5 separate regions of the Mus musculus genome follow, and all the other regions are linked to region 1. A link is a contact called in public Hi-C, HiCAR-type and promoter capture Hi-C data. All regions are on one chromosome and are shown on one strand. The core of a region is the stretch at or near the end of the contact, and the rest is flanking DNA. Distances in the headings are between cores, read along the strand shown. Region 1 holds the start of Adcy2 (adenylate cyclase 2). Region 2 holds the start of Nsun2 (NOL1/NOP2/Sun domain family member 2). Region 3 has its middle 20 kb from the start of A530095I07Rik. Region 4 holds the start of A530095I07Rik (a long non-coding RNA gene). Region 5 overlaps Tent4a (terminal nucleotidyltransferase 4A).

The links. Promoter capture Hi-C pulls out the DNA fragments that hold promoters and counts their contacts. A called contact is a pair of places that touch in the nucleus more often than the background predicts. HiCAR-type assays count read pairs that join an accessible place to other places.
Region 2: a contact with region 1 is called in a HiCAR-type map of astrocytes, with 1.9 times the contacts expected there. The contact joins the promoter of Nsun2 here to the promoter of Adcy2 in region 1.
Region 3: a Hi-C map of liver shows a contact between it and region 1, with 5 times the contacts expected there. The contact joins the enhancer-like site here to the promoter of Adcy2 in region 1. A contact is called at or near these places in 2 of 39 promoter capture datasets (cranial neural crest and embryonic stem cells) and 2 of 484 Hi-C or Micro-C datasets (cardiomyocytes and liver).
Region 4: a promoter capture Hi-C map of liver shows a contact between it and region 1, with 4 times the contacts expected there. The contact joins the promoter of A530095I07Rik here to the promoter of Adcy2 in region 1. A contact is called at or near these places in 11 of 39 promoter capture datasets (cranial neural crest, embryonic stem cells, hippocampal neurons and 4 more), 6 of 484 Hi-C or Micro-C datasets (cardiomyocytes, embryonic stem cells, liver and 1 more) and 1 of 115 datasets of contacts at active chromatin or transcription factors (stem cell-derived neural progenitor cells).
Region 5: a contact with region 1 is called in a promoter capture Hi-C map of liver, with 3 times the contacts expected there. The contact joins the enhancer-like site here to the promoter of Adcy2 in region 1. A contact is called at or near these places in 3 of 39 promoter capture datasets (embryonic stem cells and liver), 2 of 484 Hi-C or Micro-C datasets (both in embryonic stem cells) and 2 of 115 datasets of contacts at active chromatin or transcription factors (astrocytes and stem cell-derived neural progenitor cells).

Annotation. Positions count from the first base shown.
Region 1 is chr13:68,997,082-69,001,820 of GRCm38.p6, reverse strand. Adcy2 (adenylate cyclase 2) reads left to right here and starts at 2,280. Exons shown (of 25, transcript NM_153534.2): 1 at 2,280-2,747. The coding sequence starts at 2,526. It overlaps Gm35161 (a long non-coding RNA gene), which reads right to left and starts at 2,276. Exons shown (of 5, transcript XR_873632.3): 1 at 1,156-2,276.
Region 2 is chr13:69,609,492-69,614,230 of GRCm38.p6, reverse strand. Nsun2 (NOL1/NOP2/Sun domain family member 2) reads right to left here and starts at 2,215. Exons shown (of 19, transcript NM_145354.5): 1 at 2,043-2,215; 2 at 1,773-1,930; 3 at 1,189-1,293. The coding sequence starts at 2,138. It overlaps Srd5a1 (steroid 5 alpha-reductase 1), which reads left to right and starts at 2,768. Exons shown (of 5, transcript NM_175283.3): 1 at 2,768-3,264. The coding sequence starts at 2,984.
Region 3 is chr13:69,561,248-69,565,986 of GRCm38.p6, reverse strand. No RefSeq gene overlaps it. Among named protein-coding and RNA genes, the nearest start is that of A530095I07Rik, 20 kb to the right of the region's middle. Within about 2 kb of position 1,921, at least 20 of the 459 cell types and tissues checked have an H3K27ac peak or open chromatin away from gene starts, as enhancers often do. A contact at or near this core is called in liver, where this site is marked.
Region 4 is chr13:69,541,172-69,545,910 of GRCm38.p6, reverse strand. A530095I07Rik (a long non-coding RNA gene) reads left to right here and starts at 1,842. Exons shown (of 2, transcript XR_001780994.2): 1 at 1,842-2,332; 2 at 2,464-2,517.
Region 5 is chr13:69,521,480-69,526,218 of GRCm38.p6, reverse strand. The region is part of intron 1 of Tent4a (terminal nucleotidyltransferase 4A); the gene reads left to right. Among named protein-coding and RNA genes, the nearest start is that of Tent4a, 10 kb to the left of the region's middle. Within about 2 kb of position 1,863, at least 61 of the 459 cell types and tissues checked have an H3K27ac peak or open chromatin away from gene starts, as enhancers often do. A contact at or near this core is called in liver, where this site is marked.

The DNA.
Region 1 (4,739 bases), core at 1,031-3,530:
CTTCCAAAGACTGGTGTGTGGTGACTCCATTGAGGGAGAGGGAGAGCAAAGCAGAGAGGAACACTGGGTTTTATTCCTGGTTGCTTCCATGGGTCTCTGTCTTTCTAAGGACACAGGGAACACCTCCAATGGCCCCAGGCTGTCTATACTCCCCCCCCCCATCAGCATTTAGTGCATGTATGGTAGGCACAAAATAAATATTTGTTTAATTAAATGGAAGAGTGGGACACTAAACACCCCCTAAAGGCACATGCAGGGTCTTTCCAGTTAGATTTTTGTCTTTATTTCACTTTTACAAAATATTTTAAGATTACTTTAACAAAATCTCTTGAGCTGCAGTTTCTTACCACATATGTCATGGATGGACAACGGATGTTAAAATACATTTTTCTTTTCTGCTAGAGAAAAGAAAGTACTTAAGCATTGCTGTTCCCTCATAGGTCTTACACTTCCCCACCCTTTATACTTAGATCACTGATTGTCTTTTCTTCCTTCTCGTGTGGGTGAAGGAGAATGCTTCTTAGTGCTAGCAGTGAGGAAATGGGAGCTGGAGAGGAGGTGAGTAACAGAACTTCCCTAGCAGGGAGGGACTGGAAATGCACAATTCTGCCTAACCTAGACAGTCCTGCACATAGAATCTGCACAGCCTACTTAGCCATGTTTCCTGCGAGTGGATCAGCCCTGGCTATTTATAAGTTCTATTCATTAGTGCTATTTGTTGTTGAGGCTTGCTTTCGGGATGTCTAAACACCTATACAACCTTAAAATTTATGGTTGCTGGTTCAGAAGAAAGGGCCCAGTCAATCAGAGGGTTTGAGCCTGCAGGAGAAGTTGAGGCTCCATAGAAATGTCTGGTAAAGGGTGAGGTTTTGTTTATCAGAGGTCAAGCAGGGCAGGGAGGCTCCATGACAAGCTTGGTTTCACTATTAGGGATCCATCGTGATTTCCTCCAGGACTGGGTGAGGAAAGCTGGGATGTCCTGGATTTCAAGTCAACTCTCCCATTAACTCCATCCTTGCCCTCTATCGAGGTTGAGAACACAGCTGTGTCTTCACTCTCTGGGTCCAAAAATAAAATCCCTGGAAATCCCTGGGTCTGAGACTCTGTGCATGGCCTAGGTCCAGCATTTGAGAGTCACACAGTTATTCAGCTTACCTGTTCATGCTGGCTGGCTTGCAACTCAGGTAGGCAGGCTGCTGTCAGGGAACATGCAAAGGTCTAAGGCAGTTCCGGGCTGACAGAGAATGTGGAATAGCTCTTGAGGCGGTGTTGTGTTTTGGACTCCTTAGAAAATGATTTGGGGGAGAAAAATGGCTTGTGGGTTCTTTGGATGGAAGGACAGGAAAATAGGAACCTTCTAGAAGCAGTCTTTTGAAGGTCAGTGGTTAGTCCTGTCATCTAGAAAGAACAAAGGTTGAGGTCACAACCACGAAATGCCTGCCCAGCCTGTCCACGAGGATCTAGCTAGGTCTGTCATGCTTCGTGCATTTGGTCCCCGAGAGTGTCAAGCGGCATGGGATGAGTGATTCCCAAGCCAACCTTGCCCACAGAGGATGATTCTCATTCCTTGCTCCAACTTCTGTGCCATCCCTGTCTGACTGAAAGGGTTCTGGGGAGATCTGCGATGCCAAACACAGAGGTCCATAGGGTACTTCTAAGGCGCGGAGAGCAAAGGCAGAGAAAAGGAGAGGCCCGCTGCCTGAGGACCACAGGTGTCTCCAGTCACTGTGTAATTGAGTTCGTGGGGGCCATTCTTTCAAAAGGACTCCCACAAGTCCTGGAGGGTCCTAACTCCTGCTCTGTACTGGGAGTCAAATTACAATAGAGAAAGTGAGAAAGAAGCCACATTTTGCTAAGTAGGCATACTAAAGAGGGGTGGTCAGGGATATGGGACCCCCTCTCCAGGCTGGGGGGTATTAAAGCATGGCAGCCTTTTACACTGCTGCCTTGTGAGATCATGGAGAGGCAGTGGGGACTCTGGCAGTCAGGTGGGAGACTCCAGGAGCCCAACAGTAGCCCTCAGGCTGTTCTCTGCTGTAGTGGAGAACAAGGCTGAAGCCCCAATCTGCCTGGCTGGAGTCCAAAAGCGAGAGGAGGAGGCGCCCCACTGTGCAGCCTGCGACAGGCTGGAGGGCAAGGACTCGGTCTGAAGCTTTCTCTGGAGCCCAGCCTGGCCGTCGGGGGGCGGTGGTGGGCGCGGGCCGGCGCCGCCCCTGCGCGGAGGCCGGTGCGCTGCGCGCGGGGTGGGGCGAGGCGGGCCGAGGGGCCGGGTGGCTCCCGCCCTCGCGAGCGGTGGTGGCGGCGGCGGCGCCCGGGAGCTGCCCTGAGGCCGCCCCCGGCCCCCGCCCGCGCGTCAGCGCGCCCAGCCCGGGGCTCCGAGCTCCGCCCGCGCCCGAGGCCCCTGAGCACAGCTCCGGGCGGGCAGCCGGCGGGTCGCGAAGCGCGGGGGCGGCAGGCGGTAGGTGACCACAGAGCGGCGCTGCCCGGGCAGGGCGCGCACAGCGGGCGCCCCGCGAGCCGCCCCGATGTGGCAGGAGGCGATGCGGCGGCGCCGCTACCTGCGGGACCGCGCCGAGGCGGCGGCAGCAGCGGCGGCGGGCGGCGGCGAGGGGCTGCAGCGGTCCCGGGACTGGCTCTACGAGTCCTACTACTGCATGAGCCAGCAGCACCCTCTCATCGTCTTCCTGCTGCTCATCGTCATGGGCGCCTGCCTCGCCCTGCTCGCCGTCTTCTTCGCGCTCGGGCTGGTGAGTGGCCTCCCCGTGGCTCCGAGGGGACCGCGCAGGCGACCGTGTCCCGCCCCAGGCTGCTCCTCACCCCTGTGCCCTGCCCGAGGCCGGCCTGGCTAGGGCGAGAGCTGTGGACAGAGGAAAAGTTTCCTTGGAAGGCTTTGCCCAAAATAAAGTTGCCAGGGCTTGCTCCAGGTGGACGGGCAGGGCGTGTGGGTTCAGCATCTCTGCGCCCCGTGGCCAACTCTGCGCTTTCTCCCGGCGCCGCTGCCCGCAGCAGAGGCAGTCCTCAGGCTTCCTTGGCGCGCTAGCTGCCTCCCATCCCTGTCCGCGGAACGCCCCCGGCTCTCCTCTCTGAGTTTGGTCTGGGCATCATTTAACTCTTAAAAAACAAGGTGCTTTGGGAAAGCAGTTCATGACAGCGAAAATGAAAACCAGATAATGTTGTGCATCTTGGCTTTTGAATCTTTTCGTGTTTAGCCATGTAGAGAGAAAGTGATGGAGTGTTGAGCAGATGCCCAAGCCTCATCTCCAGAGACTATAAGTGAGCTAAAAATGGAAGGGACCCTCGCTGCTTTCCCCTTTTTAGAGAAGTGCAGGACTCGATCATGGTTCCCTGCTGATGGTTAAAGCATGTTTTCACGGCTAGAAGCATTAACGCAGCTCAATAGCTGATGTCAGTTTTTCTGGTTCATAATTTTCAGTCAGGAATCTCAGGCTGGCTCCCTGGAGCCCTGTAAGGAAATCTGTAGATGGCGGTAACTTCCTCTTAGCGCTCCCTTCTCTTCAGTGTGGTTCAAACTTTTCCCCCTGACCATGATTTGCCTGTGCAGACTGTCTTGTCCGAGGCCTGGATCAGCTCGTGAGTTGTGTGGTTAGAGGATAATGCGGGATGTTTCTGCTGAACGGTGTTCCCAGAGCTTAGAATGTAAAGACATGCCTGTTTTCACCAGTCTCAAGCAGATTCAGCTCACGCTGCCTCAAGGACACAGAAACTCTGTTAGGTATTTGACAATTCGTTTTATATATCCGAACCATATGGCGCTCACATTATGAATCGGGAGGAAAAAGTTTCAGTCACGGTACAATTTTTTAAATGTCCCCCACGAGCGTGGGTCCTGTTTTCTGATTGAGTTCCATGAGGTAAGGAAAGATAATCCAACGTGGCAGACTATGACGTCACTGGCCCTCTCCAGTAGCAGGCCAAGCAGGGAGCTCCTTTGATCCTGGTAGCCTAGGTGTGAGAAGACGACAGCCCCACCCCTGCCGCACTTGCTTGTCCCTACTTATAAGACCAAAAAGAACTTAAAGAGAGATTTGGGGAAGGGGGGCGGGATCACGGGCGGGGCCAACAGTCTTTAAAGACCTCACCTCACTTTCACATTGCTGGCAAGAAAACATCACAGTTGTCCTTTGGAAACGTGTTCCTCCTAAGTGTTTCTGTTTGTGAGTAATTCAAATCCTTCTGGCTGGTTCCTTCCTAAACGGAGAGGAGCAGGTGATGGCCTATTTATAGTGCCATTAGTCTAGGGAGACAAGTGCGAAGTTCGTGTTCCCCAGGCACACTACTTTGTTTTCCAGGTTAGAACGCTCCAACTTCAACCACGTTGAATTAGGTACTCTTGAATGGGTCCGTGAGAAATTCATGCCAGGAGAACTTAAGGGACTTAAGGCTCCCTTTTCTAAGTTGCCTTTGTTCTTCCCATTTGTCCCTAAAGAGTCTCTTTTATGTTCTGTTTTGCTTAGTTGAAATGTTGGAAAGATAGCCTTTAAAAAGTCTTTGAAACCTTCATAGATAAATACCATATACAATGTATTTAATCACATCCGACTTCACTCCACTCCCTCAATCTCTCCAGAGTCTATCTCCCTCTCTTCTTTAATACCAAAAGACAAAGCAAAACAAAATAACAAAAACCTGGGGTCCATTTGTGCCGTCCATGTGTGCATAGCAGTGAGATTATACATTGGTGCATGGGAAACCACCCTTTCTTGCAGAAGCCATCAGCA
Region 2 (4,739 bases), core at 966-3,465, 610 kb before region 1:
AGAAAAGACTCACTAAATTCACCTTTATATAGAAACTGCTTAAAATATTTTTCTTTTGTGAAAATTTTACCTAAAAATCTTAAATATGAAACCATAATTAAAAGTTTCCTTAAGTTCACTCAGGGTGTGGAGCATCTGAGCTGTTACTGAGCATTTCAGGTATTAAATATGAAATCCTACACCTTCAGAGCCAGGGATCACAGGTAATAAAAGGGCTGTCATGGGAGCAGGAGTGCCTGGCTGCTGGATACAGGGGAAGCCTGACTGAATGTGAGCCTACAGGCAGGCTGCGCTGGGAAACACTGGCACACAAGCCATAGCAACCTGTGATGAGACTGGCAAGCAGAGCTTGTCTTCCCTTCTACTCGGAAACTAGGATGTGGAAAACTGGTCATTGTAAAAAGAAGTTCAAGAAGCAACTCAGGAACATCAAGGAGGAAGCTGGACCCAAGACCAATTAACCAAACTCATTAACTCAATTAACTGCGAGTCACTGATGAACATGTGTACCCCAACCTCATGTTAATAAAAGCACTACAGGAAAGAACATTAAGATGCTTGAAAAGAGGCAGATGATGGGGGCTGGGGAGACGTCTCAGTGGTTAAGAGCACTGGCTGCTCTTCCAGACCAGAGGTCCTGCGTTGAATTCTCAGCAACCACATGGTAATGGGATCCAGTGCCCTCTTCTGATGTGCCTGAAGACAGCCTCCCTGCACTCGTATACATACATACATAAATCTAATAAGGCAGATGATGCTGGTACATGGATTTAATCCACCCAGCAGAGGCAGGTGGATCTGAGTTTGAGACTAACCTTGTCTACAGGTTTCAGAACACCCAGAAATCCTGTCTCGGAAAACAGACAAACAGATGCTTGAAAAATACATCCAGGGACTAGGTACACGGCTCAGCAGTTAAGAGTACTGTCTGCTCTCTCCCTCCCAGAGGTCCTTCCCAGCAACCACATGGTGGCTCACAACCATCTGTAATGAGTCCTGTAATGCCTTCTGGTGTGTCTGAATACAGTGTACTTATATATAATAAACACGTAAATCTTTATAAGAAGAAAAAAAAAGGAAAGTACAACCAAGCTCTTTAAGCCGACAGTGACTTTAGAGCTGAGAAGTGCATTAAAGGGGGTTGGGGACCTAAGAAACACCCAGCACGAGGAAGCATTCTGTACCCACCAGCTTAGTGGTTGTGGAACTTCAACTTTCTGTCCATCTACTTCCAGGTCCTCCAACTCCTTAAAGTACTTGTTCTTCAAGCAATGGAGAATCTCTTTGGCATGGCTATGGAAAAAAAAAAAAAAGCAAGTTTCACAGTCATCTAAGAAGGTGAGTTGGTAAGATTTAATAGCTTTAAGATTGCCAAGTGTTTTAAACGTAAAACCAGTTCTGAGAAGACGTTCCATAAGCGCTCCGGGGTGTGCAGACTTTTTAACACCTAGGCCCTGTTAACATCTAAGAAAGCAACACCATCAATTTTCTAACTCCCTCCAGTTCACTGTTCTGTTGGACACACCTTACAAATAAGGTAAAAGCAATACTGCATTTTGTCACAGCTTCAGTTTTTAATTGCCACGAGTCTTGCGGACAACGTACTTTGACGTGCAAGAGAGGCAAAGATTCCTGCTGCTCTGATGGTCCCCCATAGGACCCAAGTCTTTCCCGGGTCGCGTTTTCTATTCATATTCTAATGTCCCACCGAGGACGTTCCTGTGCACTACAGCCCCCAAGTCCACACCTCAGAAAAGACACAGCAAACGTACCTTTTGTACCCAGTGATTCTCAGTGTGGCTGGGAGAGGTTCTCGGAGTGACTCCATGAATTGGTCCCATTCTCCCTCTGGCACGATCTTGAGTTCCTGATAGTAGTGCTCGAAGAGCTTGTTCTCCTTTACGATCTCGGGATAGCCACCTTCCCAGCCCTGCCAGGAAAGCGACAGGTGAGCAAGCTCCGACCGACACCCGCGAACCCGGCCCACGAGCAAGCTCCGCACGCGCGAGCCCACCAGACACCCCTCTCGTCCCCGCGCCTACCGCCTGGCCTCGCTTTCTGCCGCCGTCGCTGGCGTCTTCCTCGCCCTCAGGCTGCGGCGGCTGCTGGAACCGCCGGCCCCGCGCCCGCCGCCCCATGGCCCACGCGGCTGCACACGCGGAGCGCACACAGCGACCCACCAAACCGCACGCACGCTGCACTTCCGGCTGCATCCCGAGGACCCCGCGGCTGGGTCCTAGCAGAGGCAGTCAAAAAATATGCCTGAAAGACACAACATGCTCCCGCCGAGAACTCACGCAAAAAAAAGGGTGGTATTCCTATAGAGAACGTGTTTCCTCAAATCAACCTTAAACGCCACTGAGCGTGAATCTCCCCGTCTTACACAGAGACTCAGGCACCTGCATGGACGACCTGATCGTAGCGCGTGCGCAGAGAGTCATGGAGTGTTGTCCGATCTGTCGCTGTCCGGGTTAGACTGTGGAGGGGCGTGGTTGCAAGTTAGGCGGGGCGGAGCGAGAGTCTGTTTCGAGCGAAGAGGCGGGGTCTTTGCTGTGTAGGCGGGACTTTGTGGGTGATGCGAGGCTCTGGTGCTCCGCTGTGGCGCTGAGGGGGCGGAGCTCCGGCAGAACTTTTCGCGAGCCAAAGGAGCTCTCAGCCAATGTGTGTAGCGCTCCAAGATCGGGCGGGGCTCTGAGGAGCGGGGCTCGAGACTAAGGCGCCCTCCCCCCGAAGAGGCGTGGCTCCCTGTGTGGGCGGGGTTTTACCCAATCGTTCTCTCGTTTGGATTACGGGCGGGAGGGTATCTTCTGGTGGTGCTAGCCTGTGCTCCTGTCTCCGCCCGAGCAGGTGGCTCGCCCCTCCCCTGGGCAGGTACACCCTGCTGGAGCGCTGGCCCTTGTGGGCTGCTCTGCGCCCTCCTCCTGAGCTTATATGTGGCTCCACTTGGACATCCGAGCATGGAGCACGCTGCTCGACCTCAGCTATGGAGTTGGATGAGTTGCGCCTACTGGATGCGCTAGTCTACCTGGAGGGTTTCCTGGCTTTCGTGGCCTTCGTGGGGCTCCAGATGGTGGGCTCTTCCTACGGCCGCTACTCCTCGCAGTGGTCCGGCCGCCGAGTGCCCGCGCGACCTGCCTGGTTCCTACAGGAGCTGCCTTCAATGGCCTGGCCGCTGTACGAGTGCATCCGTCCTGCAGCCGCCCGACTGGGCAACCTGCCTAACCGCGTCCTGCTAGCTATGTTTCTGATCCACTACGTGCAAAGGTAATGGTCTTCCCTCCTGCGCTTGCTCCCGAGGACCCGCGGCTCAGAGACTTAATTCCGAAATACAAAGGATTGTCTAGAAAGGGAGGTAGAAAGGACCGCACAGAAGCGGTGGAAGTTCGTGTCTGGTCAGGGATAGTGGCACAGTGGTCCGGATTTCTTCCCTGCCCATCTGCAGACTCCGCCCTAAGGAGTATCTGCGATGCCATCCAAGCTGCATTTCTACTGTTTCCCCCTTGGGGAATCTATCCCTGGTAGCCTGTCCCATAGCCAGGTGACCTAGCTTCAGCTTGCTAACAACCTACTCTGGAACCACTGTGGACCCCGAATGTGGACTGGAGCAATTTCAGAGATGTTTTGCTTTCTCTGTGTGAGATGGTATGAATCTTTCCCAGGAGGTGTTATGTGAAAAATGTTTTAGTGACCGCCTCAAGTCTTTGGGTTTTCTAATAAACTGGACTGGACTGTCTCTAGGTCTTATCTTTAACTGACCCAACATTTATTAATAACGTTTAAATGTTTTCATCTAGATTCTGAAAAGTGCACAATTAAAAAAAAAAAAGGATGTCTCTATATCTAAGGAAGTTGAGTTCTGTGACATTTGGGACATGGGAAAGTCTCTTATCCTCTCTGATCCTAAAGTATTCATTTCCCAGAGAGGCTGGGAGAATGCATTGTTGTGTTAATAGCCTCTGCTTTCTTAAATCCAGTGAGGAGAAAGAATGAGTTTCTAGATCTATTGCCCAAAGTCCACTGTGGCCACTATGGTACATGAGTTGATTGATCTTTTGCTGTTTTGTTTTGTTTTGTTTGTTTTTTCAAGACCGAGTTTCTCTGTGTAACAGCTTGGCTGTCCTGGAACTTACTTTATAGACCAGACTGGTCTTGAACTTTCAGAGTTCCACCTGCCTTTGCCTCATGAGTGCTGGGATTAAAGATGTGCACCGCCACCATGCAGGGCTGGGGAGTTGATTTTTGACTGATTTCTTGTCAGTATTAATGCAGGCCCTTTATATGAGGGCACAATCAACATACAAGGAAGACTGAGTTCTGTGTAACCCAAATTGTTGATAGAGTATTCCAGAAGCTGAGGAGATGGCTCAGCAGGTGCATAGCCGTTCAAGCCCAAGGACTTGAGTTTGCATCCCACACAAGATTCTGCAATACCAGTGACCCTGTAGGGAAATGAATGCAGAGATGAGAGAACCCCTAGGGCCCAGGAGCTAGGTAAGATGGTGGTATACACAGCAGCGAACAACAGGTAGAAGGTAAATACCGACAGCCGAAGGTGTCTTCTGACCCACATATATGCATCTCTTCTGTGGCATACGCGCATCTCTCTCCGTCCCTCCCTTCCTCCATCCCTCCCTCCCTCCCTCTGCCCCTCTTTTCCTTCCTCTCTCTCACACACAGACACACACAAGTACAAAAAAGATATGGCCTATGAAATAAAGCTGTTATCAAATTGCTTGGTT
Region 3 (4,739 bases), core at 672-3,171, 560 kb before region 1:
ATTAAATCCAAGACTAACATTCTTTTTTTCTTTTTTTATTAGATGTTTTCTTCATTTACATTTCAAATGCTATCCCCTTTCCTAGTTTCCTCTCTGAAAATCCCCTATACCCTCCCCCCTCCCCCTGCTCCCCAACCCACCCACTCCCACTTCCTGGCCCTGGCAGTCCCCTATATTGGGGCATAGAATATTCACAAGACCAAGGGCCTCTCCTCTCATTGATGGCTGACTAGGCCATCCTCTGCTACACATGCAGCTAGAGACACAAGCTCTGGGAGTACTGGTTAGTAACCTCCCCTCCCCAGCCTGAAGCCTGTTTGCTCAGGTTTCAGTGTTAGAGAGCATCAGAGTGGAGCTTGCCACTCCCACTGCCTCTGCCTGCCAACTAGCTGTTCTGGACCTATCACATGTTCACCTGCAACTTTACTCCAAGATGATTTGGCGGGAATAGGGTCTTTTCCCCTGCTTCATAACTGAGTGTCGGAATAGTAAAATTGAACCTTGGTTCCATCTTTTCTCTTGCGCCGCCTAGCCCCCCCCCCTCCAGGTTTCCAAGATGCCTTTCCAGACTAGAACACAGACATGTGAGCCGCTGGCTGGACACAACACTGGTTAGTTCATATTGTTGTTCCTCTTATAGGGCTGCAGACCCCTTCAGCTCCTTGGGTACTTTCTCTAGCTCCTCCATTGGGATCCTGTGTTCCATCCAATAGATGACTGTGAGCATCCATTTCTGTATTTGCCAGGCACTGGCATAGCCTCACAGCTATATAGCTATATCAGGGTTCTGTCAGCAAAATCTTGTTGGTATATGCAATAGTATCTGGGTTTGGTGTTTTTTTATGGGATGGAAACTAACATTATTTTATCACTTGGAATATTAAATGTCATAAACAACCTTTATAAGTCTAATCATAAAAATATTTTTAAAAACATAAAGTGCCAGGCGTGGTGGCACATTCCTTTAATCCCAGCACTTGGGAGGTAAAGACAGGTGGATCTCTGTGAGTTCGAGGCCACCCTGGACTACAGGGCCCATTCCAGGACAGCCAGGGCTACTCAGAGAAATCCTGTCTCAAAAGCAAACAGAGAGAAACATAGAAAGTGAGAGAAATGTTTATTGCTCTGAGTGTTCTCTTATCACCAGTATTTTTGAAGTCCATATGAATGGACTCTCAGATAAGGTGAGAAAGTTCCCCTTCCCTTCATTGAGTTTCCTAGGCTAGCAGTGAGTTAGCAGTATCTGGACACAGTCCCAATCTTTTCATAGAAATGCAGCCTTTGATATGAGGCTTTTTTTTCCTTTTAATTGAAGATATCATCTGGTTTTATCCTTTGAGAAGACTCTGTAACTAATTTAGAATTTTAATTACTATACTTAAAACTCCTTTTCAATCAGTAAAGTTGGCCAGTGTGCCAGACAGTGGTTCCTCTCCAAACACTTTTTCCTTTTTGGAAACTTTGTTGCTCCCCACCCCCATCTCACCACCCCTTTTCTCCTTCTGAATACTCACCTGTCTAGCCAGCTAGGGAATAGTGTGTGGGTCACTTGTTTTCTGTGCTGCCTTTGGGACCCACTTTCTCAGCTTTTACCCTGAGATCATCTCCTTCTGGGTCTCGGGGTTATCCTGCACATATATGGAATTTCAGAGGACTCATGTTGCAGGGTGACCAATCCCTCACATGTGTCTTCCCATGTGAGCCAATACAGTTGGGTTTCCCTATGAGTCCACTGCATTTTGTGGGGTGTTTCCCCTGACACCTCCACACTTTGAATGGAGGGGACAAGTGCATTTTGTCTTCAGAATCTTTATCACCAGGTGCTCATAAAACTCTTAAGGCTGGGCAATGTCACAGGAGAGGCAGTCTGTGTATTTGAGGAGTGTCAGGAAACAAAGTCCATGAGGTAATGAAACATATCAAAGACAAACAAAACAGAAACCAAAGGGCATTCGGAAATTTCAAGAGCAAGCAGAAACCAAGATGCCTTTAGAGATCTGAAAGCGAGCAAGCAAGCAAGCCGTCTATACAGAATGTTTTCAAACTAGATACCAAACACTTTGAAAGCAGACCAAAAAGGTACCTATCAAATTACCCCCAATTCCTTGGTCCAATGTGGAAACCGTTTCACGAAGTTTTAGAGTTTTTGCAGAACACACACAGAGAGAGAGAGAGCATAATAAATCAAGGCAAATTTAAAATACATTGAGGGACCTCACAGAGGTGGTTACAGCAAGATGGGGGTGGGGCGTCTTTCCTATAAGCCCAACATGCTATCTGATGACAGTCTTAGCTTTTGAGTTGATGGAAGCTAGTGGTCTGCTAAGCCAAAAGGTTTTATTTATTAGTCACTGGGTGTTCTGACACAGAGTTGGGGAAGGAATGGCTGTTCTAGGACCTTAAGTTAGCCCAAGATAAGGTAATTAGCCTCTGGATCTTCAGCACTGCAAAAATCCCCACAGCTCTGAGCTGTAATCATTCAATCTTTGCAGACACAACCTCCTTCAGGAATCTACATTCACAACTCACAGGAACCATGTGTTCAGGCACGCACTATGAACTCATCAGAGGCTGAGGCGCTACCCTGTCACCACTCAATTACTACCCGAACGTGTCCTTAGAGGCACAGAGCATGCAGATAAGCTCTGGTCCAAATCCTAGCCCTGCCATCTCATGTCTGTGTAGTGTTGGTGGCGATGAGGTCAGCGGCTCCCGTGGAGGGGGTAGACAGTCATTTCAGATGTGCTGACATGACCAGCAATAGCACACGCCCCACTGCTGGGATGTTCGGACTGTTATACAATGTATCACACACCATTCTGTATACTCAGACACTTTGTGTTTCACCCACTCACAACAAATGTGCTCCCCTGCTAGGTGGTTCTGGGTCACTGATTCCTTGTTTTAAGCCCACAGCCACTGTTGTTCCAGTATTTCAAGATGTAAGAATGTTTTCCTTGTGGTGTTATAGTAACATTTGTCTGCATCTATGTGAAAGGTGGGTGACCCTACAGTGGCCCCCAAGGCCCTAACACCCTGTTCTTACAGCCTATGTGGTGCCCTCATGGTAGGTGACAGGGGAACAAGATTATATTACTGCCACCTTGCCAGAAGATGATCTCTGTGTTTCCCTGGGAGGAGGGTCTGGGAGGAGCTTAGAGTTCCTCGGAAAGATGAGACCGTCACAGTTGTGATCAAGGAGCTGTGTGCTTCCAACAACCAGCTGAACCGTCTGCAAGACCAGTGCAGATTCTAAGTGGATGCTGGAAGGACCCTGTGCAGAGGACTTAGGTGAACATGCCCAGGGCCATGGCTCTCCCAAAACTGAGGTTTCCTAACACCTATGGTAGGTAGTTTTCCTTGTTTACAAATGCCAATCACCCACGTCCCGCCAGGGACTGGGACATCTTGAGCTATGGCCAAGCTGGAAAATGCAGGTCTTGGCTTGTATGCGCTGCTTGCATCTGTGGCCATTGCTACTGAAGGTGTCATGTCCATCATGCCTTGTCATAGAGACTCTGACATGGACAGAGGCGACCTCTGAGCATTGCTTTTTTCCTACTCTCTGAAGGTATAAGCCTGAAGGTGTGTGTGTGTCTTAGTAAATACGGCGTTCCCTATACTTTTGAGTTTCATAGGATGAAAAAAACCCAGCTGACTCTGCTAGTGAGATGGTGCCTTATTCTCTTTCCTAAAATCTAGCCAAACCCGTCTAAAATATACATGTGGGAGGAAGGACTGGAAAAACCAACTCGAATTAATTAGTTTCTCACAGTGGAGAGTGTGGATGGTTGCTTCCCCATTGAAAAACCACACTCTATTCTCAAAGGCTCCGTGCGGCTAAGAGACTCGTCCCTCCCCAGCTACTCTGGGAGACCGTCCATTACTCCTGATTGTTCTTAGAGCCGGTTGTGCTGCCTTATTTGAAAGCATCTAAAATAGAAACTTTTTGGCATGAGTCTCTCTTTCTCCCTATCAGCTTTCAAAGATGAGTTATAGAAATGTCTGGCTTAAACAGGCCAGGAACATATTTCTCCTGTGATAAGAAGTGACCTTTTTTTTTTGCTCTGAATCAGAAATATCTCCAATAGACCCAATGGGATAAGTACAATTTATTGGAGATAAATACAAAACTGAGCAGCGGGAGTATGCAAAGCTCCATCAGGTAACCATCAGGTAACTGCAAACCGGAACAACAGGATATCATGATACATCTTTTAAATGGTCAAACCCACAACAAAAACACACCAAATGCTGTCAGAATGCAGGCCTGGAAGAGCTTCTGAGGCAGTCAAATGGTATGACCACTTTGGAAGACAATCTGGCAATTAATTTCCAAGGAAGCTAAACATACACTAAATTCCACTAAGGACCTGGAGAAATGAGTCAGTTGTTAAGAACATTGGCTGCTCTTGCAGAGGACCTGGGATTCAGCTACCAGCACCCACACAGTAGCTGACAACCATCTGTAACTCCAGTTGCAGGGTCTGACGCTCTCTTCTGGCCTCCTTAAGTACTACATGCATATGGTAGATGGTCTCACACACAACATGCAGACAAAACACCACACACAAAAAAGAGATGGCTCAGTGGTTAAGAGCACTGACTGATCTTCCAAAGGTCCTGAGTTCAATTCCCAGCATCCGCATGGTGGCACACAACCATCTGTAATGAGATCTGATGCCCTCTTCTGGTATATCTGAAGACAGCTATAGTGTACTCATATACATAAAATAAAT
Region 4 (4,739 bases), core at 593-3,092, 540 kb before region 1:
GTGCCCAAGTTTTACCTGAGCCACACAGATGCTAGGTCAGACAGAGAGGTTCATGCTAAGTATGAAGGGCACGGAAGATTGACTGTAATTTCCCATCTTTCCTGAATCACGATGTTCTAATCAGTCACAGTTTTCAGGACTGGGTCTAGGATTTATTTCTAGATGTGGCTTTCTCGGGAAACTTCAGATCATAGTCAGCAGTGATGCTTGGCCTGTCTCCTCCAGGCTCTTGGTTAAGTTTGAACATCCGAGGATAGGGTTGGCAGCGTTCCTGCTGCTGTCCCCAGGTACAGGCAGCCAATGTAGAAACAGAAGTGAATAAACTCAAAGAAAACTAGCCACGGGTCAGGACCAAGGACAAAGAAGATGGCTTCCCAGTGGATAGCTAGCAAGGTATTAGGTTTGTGTGAGATCAAAGAAGAGCAGCTCACAGGCAGAGAGGATATCGCCCATGCCCTGTAGTGTGGAAGCAGGATGCTGCGATGGGGCTGGAGGGGAATCAGGGTGGGTGTGGTAGTGTACCAGAGAGGTAATGGCATGTGTGCACACTGGAGAGGCATCCACAGAGGAGGAGAGGGTGGAACCTGAACAGAGAAATCCTAGGAAGGATTGTAGTCAGATTCTGGACCATGGACAGTGAGGAAGTGGCTGTGCAAGAACAAAGCCACTCTGAAAGGATGCAGTGTCCGTACATGGTGCAATGACAGCCCGTGCCAACAGGGGGCTTCTGTACTGCCATTGTTTAGAAACTCCTGTGACAGAGAATTTGGTGAGAACCTGAGCTGGCTCCCAGTCTCTTCACTGCCCACCCTAGAGACAGTGTGGAAAGTCAGTATAGCTGTGAATACCTGCTCTGTGGTGTTTGCTTTGTGTGAGCTCGCAGACACAGGCTTGGTGTTAAAGACCACTGGAAATGTCAGATCTGAGTCCTCATCTGGCTTTCTGAGGTAAAGTGTCACAGGGGGCGGATTCCTGCCCTCCCTTGCTGGATATCAGCACCCACCTCATGGCAAAACAACATGGGCTAATGCCCTGAATAATAAGTCACAGAAGGGGCTGGAGAGATGGCTCAGTGGTTAAGGGCACTGACTACTCTTCCAGAGGTCCTGAGTTCAATTCCCAGCAACAACATGCAAGCTCACAACCATCTGTAATGGGATCTGATACCCTCTTCTGGTGGCTGAAGACAGCTACAGTGTACTCATATACATAAAATAAATAAGTAAATAAATAAACCTTTAAAAAGTCGTGGAAGGATGAATTTATCTAAGATAAGATAGTAACCCACAAAGACAATATGAGATTTTGAGTCTTGATCCTCTTTCCTTGTTTCTAGACAACTTAGGGTCAGAACATCCGTTAGTTTTAGATCCTTTTATGATTAAAAAGCCACAGACTTGTTAAGGGCTGTTTTTAAAGATGGCCAGATTGAGGCAAGAAGAATCAGGCAAATGCCAGCTTGGAACCCTGTTTGTGGATTAGGTCAGCGGAGAGACAGCCAGCCACAGGGACGCAGCACCTGAGGAAGTTCTGTACATGGAGGAGAGCGCTTCCCGCTGCCGCTTCTTGATCTCTGCCGGAGGATCACATCATACAGCCCCCGTCATAAAGTTCACAGTGCTTCCCCAAGCTCGCTGCCATCCATGAGACGGGAAGTGAGGTGACAACACCTCATCCCTGTGGCATTAGCGAGGCCTTCACTTGACCATCGTTGCCATGAGACTGAGGAAGGCTGCTAATCTGCCCTCCGAACCTGAATGTGGGGACGTGGACTGAGTGAGCCAGCATTCCGTGTCATGTTTTCTGGTCAGCCGGCAAGACCAGAGGGGGTGGGGGTGGGGGTGGGGGTGGGGGTGCTGTTCTCTACAGCAGAAATGAGCAAAAGTCAATTTATCAAGGCACATAACAGTACAGAGCAGGGATTTCAAAGCATGCCGTTGCTTTGTCAAACACACTGGCTACCCTCTAGAAAGCCGAGGATCCCCTACTTCACGGGGCGCTACCCCAACACCCAGCCCATATCCTTCTCTAGTGTGTATGGAGGAGGGGCTGGAGGAGAGCGGATGGCCCAGGGTAGCCGCAACCAACCTCAGTCCTTTTTGTGGAGAATTTGTCATCTTGGACACCTGCCTGGACTATCAAGATCTTGGACTACTGCTGCAGGGCAGAGCGCACACCCGGCGAGGCCCAGAGTTCCTCTGTGGGACCGACACACTCCTGAAAGCGCAGATGCCCCCTCAGTGCCAACTCAAGGCATAGGAGTGGCGGCAGCAGCCCACTGCTCTCAGGGGAGTTTGCCTAAACACTGTCCCCTGCCATTTCTCTGCTGGAGGTAAGATGACATTTCCCCAATGAGTGTCTGTGAGGGCAGCCCCAAAATGAACAAAACTGACCATTCTTGAAGACTCAGATTGCTGTGGGCACTGCACATGTTCAATCTGCTTGCTCTGTATTCTCTCACAGGAACTGTGCTGTGAGGCTCTGGCCGCCATCAGTTCAATGACTCAAGTTTAAAAAGAAGGTGAAATTCAGAAGAAAAATCCAGAAGGAAGGAGACCTGTCAGCAACCTGCAGCCCATGCCTATGCTAATGAGATTGCTAGTGACAGCCAAGCTTTGGAGGCATTCGATGTCCCCTGGAATATCCCTGCAGGCAAGGCTTTGAGCCCAGCCTCGGTCTGTCTGGAGTTGGGGGGGGGGGGGGGCGTGTGGCTCCCCGGCAGCCAGCGGGCCGAGCCAGGCTTTGCTGTCATGAGGAAAGAATCTGCAGGTCTGTAAACTTGCTATTTTTAGGCCTTAGTGGGGCTGAGCCAGTTCCCCAGTGTAGTAGGGCCCTCATATTTTACTAAATAGAACCTTGAAAAGTTATGACACAGGTCTCGGACTTAAAAACTTCAGAGGGTTGAAATGCCACATGGCTAATTCGTGAAGACAAAGGCACTGATCCCGAACCCCTTTTGTTCTCCCAGGTTGCTCCCCCAGTCCACGCCCACTTCAGCAAGCAGCTCGCCTGATGCCACCCACTAATTGTGAGTCTTCCCGCATGTACTCACTTTGAGGCCTGGCCTGGCAACTGTGCTCAGTGGCAGCCATCATGTCCACTAGCTCAGGGTGCCTCCCATGTAGGGGGCATTTCCTGATTTCCTTGTGTACCGTAAATCAGGAGAACGACCTCCAGCCGTCATGAAACCCATATCCCGGAAGCTCTCCTCTCTGTCCAACTCCCCCAAGAGACCCGGTGGCTCTCCTTCAAAATGTATGCTGCCAGTGGCTATGTGTCTTCCTGGCAACTCCACAGAGTTACCTGGCATGCCCCCACAGCCTGCTCCTTTCCACAGGCTTACTGAATGTCCCTCTAGAGAAGGCCAGTTCAATCTAACTGCCTGGCTCAGAATTCTCCAGGTCCAACTTGTTACTCTGGCGTGAGAAAGCACGTTCTATGACTTGGGAGCTCAAGGCAGCTTTCCTCTAGGGGTTGGTCTCCCAGATATTCCTCCTCTTGCCTCCGTAAATGCCATGGACAAGAGCTAATAACTTGTCGAGCAGTGGTAGCACATGCCTTCAATCCCAGCACTTGGGAGGCAGAGGCAGGTGAATTTCTGAGTTCGAGGCCAGCCTGGTCTACAGAGTGAGTTTCAGGATAGCCGGGGGCTACACAGAGAAACACTGTCTCGAAAAACCAAAACTAAAAAAAAAAAAAAAAAAAAAAGCTAATAACTCAGCTGCTAGATATGGCAGCTCACATGGTAAGCACATGCGGGATGCTGGGATAAGAGGCTGTCCCAAGTTTGAGGCCAGCGTGGGCTAAACAGTGAATTCCAGGCCAGCTAAAAGGGTGGGGCGAGATTATAGAACAACTTGAGAAACAGAAATGAAGAGCTGCTCTTTACAGCTGGGGGAGAGAGCTAGGCTGACTCGAGAGTGGGAGGCAGGCTGTGGGTCTGTCTGCTGTTGTTTTCCTTCACTTAGAGGATGAGGCTCAGAGCAGCCTGGAAGGGTTGGAGGAAATCCCAGATTCTTACCGAATCGCAGAGGAGTGAGAGTTGCCTGCGGTATAAGGTCTGTGGCGGGGTCACTCTTGAAAGCCGGCCGCAGTGTGAAATCCCTTTCATTTTCATATGTAATCTCAAGTGTAAGTGAGCAGGCTCATCCACCTTTTCCAGAAGATTTGGGGTGTGAGGTCAGAGGCTTTTCTAATTCCCCAAGGCTGTGTGTGACCAAACACAGAGCTGAAAGTTGGAAACTGGTACCCCCCCCCCCCCAGGCCCTAGTCCTCACTGAGTCATGAGGGGCTGTTTGCCCTGTTTACAGACTTGGCTCCCATAGGAGTTCTGTACATTTTTCCTGGGGTGGACAAGCTGGGTTTCCTCACTTAGGCTTCCTGCCTAGAGAGTGGAGTCTCTACTTACTGACTCCTGGCACCTGAGGTAGTAGCCAGGTGTGGCACTGGGCTACCCTGAGATATGATCTCGGCCAGGAAATGCTGCCAACTTGGCCGATTTGGCTGTGGGGAGTGTCCAAGGGCAGCCCGTGGTGTGCAATGTTGGCACTCAGCAATCACTTCCTGTCCCCTCAGACCACAACCAGGAGGGACGAGGAGGAGATATGGAAGAAATATGGGAAAGCACGAATGCTCTTGTTTTAGCTGGTATTTGCCCTCGGCACTGTAGAGTCTAGTCACTCTGAGAAATAAAAGGGGCATCCTATAAACTGAGTGCCACCCAGAGACATCAATGTCCA
Region 5 (4,739 bases), core at 614-3,113, 520 kb before region 1:
GTTTAGAGGGAAGAGAGCAGTGTGCTGGGGAGCCACGACAGTGCAGGGTGGCACAGTCCTGTGCAGAGGAGGAGATGCAGTGTCTGTCCTGAGTAGTGGCCACACTTCATGTGTCCTAGCTAGCACTTGGAGGGTGGCCAGTGCAGGTGAAAAGCTAAGTTGAACTTTAATGTGTTGACTTGTTTTGTGGCATTGGGAATCAAGCTGAGCTCTTTGAGCATGCCAGGCGGACCGTCTACCAGTGAGGACCCTCCCGAGCTCTTACTTAATTTTAGTTAAAATTTAAATGGCCCTGTGTTTGAACAGTGCTGACTTTGTGCAACTTTATGTTTTACTTGAAATAGTTTAACTTGGTAAGTTACTGAAATAAATTGAAACTCAACTGCAGTAAAAAGAGTGTTGCTTAGTAAGTTGCTATGGAGAAAGCTCTAGAGTTCATGTTTCTGAGTTTCCAATGCAAGTCCTTTATGAAAGGCTGATATCTTTGTGCCGGAGGCAGCAGGGAACGGGGCAGTGCAGCCCAGAGCATTCTGAGGAGGGGAGCATTTCTGGTCAGCATGCAGGAGCGAGCGAGTAGGCAGGCAGGCTGCTGGTGGTGTGGCGAATGGGTTGCCTTCAGGTCTCTGCAGGTGTCACAGCTTCCCGCCACATCTCCTAGCAGCTCTGTGCTCAGGATTCCTGGAGGCTAGTGAGCCCTGCTCCACTGTACTCTTTGACGTCCTGGTTCAAAGCCACACAGAGGCAATATTTCTTGTGTTTTACAGGCACAAACCCAGTCTAGATTAGCTAAAATAGTCTGACCAAGAGGTCTGCACTTGTGCATATTGCTGTTGCTGAGGGAAATAGCTACCACAGACTGAGGATTTAGCACAGCACTAGGCAGAGCCAAAGGTAAGTTCATGCGGAGCCTTTCCTAATGAGAACAGGCAAATACAGAGCCTGCCTGTGCTGTGCTTCCTCTGTGCAGCCGCGTCCTGCAGAGGGGCGCAGGGAGCCCTTTGGGGTGGATCTGGCTTCCTGGGCTGTTTAGAGGTTGAATTTTGGGAGAGGTGAAGAAGCTGTGAGTTCTGACATGTCCTGGAAGGGCCAGGCTTCCCTGCAGTCCCAAAACAGCTCGTTTGAACGAGATGAGAGCAATTTTCAGGAGATGTTCTGATTTTGTCCAAGAGTCACCTAGGAAGTGATAGAACTAGGCTCAGATGCAGGCTTCTTGCCTGGCAAGTCCATGCACTTGACCAGTGCTTTCCAGAGAGTGAGAGGGAACACGAGTTGAGAGTCAGAAGCATGACTTGGTGAAATGGCAGAGACAAGTTGAAGCATAAGAAAGAGTACTTTGGTCACAGGCATCTTCTCTCAATTGAAGTAACATTTTAGAAAGTGAAGAGCAGCTATGATATGGTATCCAAAAGTAAAGAGAGCACTTGGCATGATAAAGAAACAAAGGAATTCGGAATATAACTACTAGTTATCTTGTGAATGAGTCATGAGACACTAGTGTGGGCATGGAAGGAAGGTCACTGTGTTGGCATGACACTCTGAACTACAGGGTGGGCTACTGAACAGTTTGAAGCTTGTGGGGGGCTGCTTGGGGCTGGAAGAAAGCTCACTGTGCATGAGACTTTCCTTAGCAGTGAGCTCTGCCTCTTTCCCCTTTTTCCCACCTGGCTGTAGCCGGCTGTACTAGCTAGCTAGAGCCTTACTGGCTCCACTGACCCACACCTGGGCCAGGCCTCTCTTTTTTATCCCTTTATACAGTGTTTCCGGCTGCCCTCCAGGATGCTCCAGGAGGTATGGCACTGAGAGAAACAGTCCACCCACACACCACAACACAGCACAGGGCTGTCAGTGGAGCTCAGGCCTCGTGATTCCCTAGCTCACTCATTACCTAGGAACTAGGTAGAGGGACTTGCCAAAGAGGTGAGGTTGGTAGGAGCAATGCTTGTGAATTCCAGGCTCTGACTCCTCTGGAGAGAGGCCAGATGCTGCCAGAATTCTTTGCTTCTGAGGACAGGTCTTTGAACATCCCAGAGGAATGTGAGTGACACTTCTCACTAATCTAGCAGCAGCAGGACAGGGAGCTCTGTCCTACTTGAGAGGGGCTCTTCTCCTTTCTGTAAGACAGTTTATAGGTGACTCTTCAGAGCATTGATGCCTATCGTTTATTCACTGTTTCTTACATAAGGGTACCCCCTGCTGATGTAAACTTAAGGCTGTTCTGTCTCAGCCTCCCAGCTTCCAAGATTACAAACGTGAGCCATCATTTCTGGCACCAATTCTAAAATACTGATGAATCGGTAAAACTGGCTCATATTTTTAAAAGTGGAAGCTTTAAAGTATCTCAGTCCTATCACCCAGAAATCGCCAGGATAATTAGATGACCACAGCTGCAGATGGTATTCTCCAAGATCCTGGAGATAGTACTTGGAGCCACCAACAGAAAAACTCACTAGAATCATCTTCATGAAAACTCTAGTAAATTATTTATTTTGCTTCAGTAAGAAACGTGCAGTTTCAAATAGAAACCCGGGCTCCTGAGAGCGAGTGCTGTGGCTGAGAATGTAAACTGACAAAGCCCGAGTGCAGAAGGTCGTGCTAACAAGGCACCAACCGGTTTGCTCTCAGTTTATGGGCTGAGAAGTCCGCCCTTCTGCATCTTCCCTCCTGACTGAACATGAGGCGTTGCTGTGAGTTTGCTATTTTGTTGTGTGGTTTCATTCACTAGTATTTGTTGATTGAGCCCTTACTGAGCCAGTGTCGCAGGCGGTGTTTTCAGGAGGTTCATTGCTGGCCGTGCTGCTCCTCTGTGCTGTCCTGTGCTCTCAGTAGCTCTGCAGGGCCAGCCCTGCATCCCTGGGCTCTGGGTTGCTCTGCTCTGACCCTGTGTGTGTAGTTTTTGCCTGAGATGTGGTTTGGTTCTTCATACTGCATAGTGGCTGCTGCCAGTGTCTTTTTATGAAGGGACTGGATAGATGCATTTTTTGTAGAGTGGATAAGGGCTCTACTCCCTGAAGCCTGTTGTGGCCCTGTAGGGTTGCTTGGCTTTCTTCTCCCATGGCAGAACAGTGCCACCACCACCTGTCCTCCGAGACAGGACCTTGTCTCCTCTGGTCTGAAGATTGATACTAATTGCTGACCTGTCTAGACATCTCTGTCTAAGCTGGCCTCTTTGTGAGGCAGACTTTTCTGGACCTCAGATGCTTGTGCACTGCAGGCTGAAGTTGGCCTGCAGTCTAGGGGGAGGCTCTGTCAGGTCCTTGCTCCTGTGTTGCTGGCTTTGCCTTCCTGGGGTGACAAGTGTCTGAATGTCTGTCCATCTTTGGATGCTGCTTGCCTTGGCTCTGTCACTGACACCCAGCAGCTTCTTCCTGACTCCTGACTTTTCTCAACATTAGGGACACGCTCTGATTTTTTTTCTGTGGAACTGGCAGTGAGGTAGCTTTCTCTTCTGGGTTCACTGTTTTTGTGATACACTGTGTCCCTTATGCCATCCCTCTTACTCTACCTGTGCACAGCATATTTCCCCCCTGCTCATTTTAATACTCAATAAGTCTTAATACTGACTTGCTGTGGATATTTTCCTATGGAAGCAGCCGCCACCCCCAATCCATCTGCAGATCTGAAAGTCTGCCTGTTCCATGGGATGACTATTCTCTGGCCTTCTGGTACCAGATTGTGGGCAGCAGAGATTCAGGCTGAGCTAGGGCATTACCTTGTTGGGACCTGGACTCTGCTTTGAGTTGTTTCAGCTTTCCAGGGTCAGTGCTCTTGGCTTACCCCTGGGCTTCCTAGAAGGCCTTCTGGCCTCTTGTTTACAGTCAGCCCCTGGGGACAGGAGTGGCCCTGGGCTCCAGTGCTCAGTGCTGCTGTGTAGGGATGCTGCCTTCTCTCCAGGGTTTCCTTGCCTGGGGGCCTGCTGTTTCAATCCAGCTGCTGCTGCTGCTTCCTTTCTCAGCCTTAGCACCAGCTCCTTGGAAGGCAGTCCCTGACAACTGTCCTGTGCCACATGAAACCAGTTTGGATTTCTTCACTGTTTATTCATTTCCCCTAGCCCCAGGGAGGACCCTTCTAGTGTGAGCAAGGGCCTCAGTTTCTCCTGTCTGGCTCACTGGTCTGCAGAACGAGCCACACAGGAGTAAACTACTGGAGTATGCAGGTCACTTCTGCTTTCTCTACTGGTGTACTGAGAGAAACCTTTGCACCTGTTGGGTTATTTTCTCTCCCTCTGTCTTAATTCCTGCCTTTTCTTTCTATATTTTTGGTAAATTTCCACTGTTAGGGTCTCCCTTTTCTCATAAGGTCCTTTTTGTCATCTTGAGTGAGGGCAGAAACTACTGCCCTGGTCCCAGTTTCCGTATGTGGGGCTGTGTGCAGAGTGGTTGACAGTGGTACCAGGACTCTACTCAGTGGCCAGTGTCACACAGGAGAGGCCCAAGCACCTGTCACATGCAGGTGCAGCCGTGATGCTTCCTTCCAGTCTGAATGCAGCAGCAGAGCTCTCTGCATAGTGCCTGGGCTTGTGTCTCTAAGGAGGCTGAGTGGCTGGTCTGCTGAGAGGGAGGGAGTGGCTGTTCAGGGACTAAGTCATTGAGAATCACACACCCTCCATGTGGAAGGGTTTCCTAAGCAAGGAGGTATTTCTGAGCAAGATGGGTGTCTGTGTCTGAGTTTGTTGCTCATGGCATGAAGGGGATCTGGGATGTGTCCCTTATATCCAGTGCAAAGTGGCTCAGTCCTGCTCT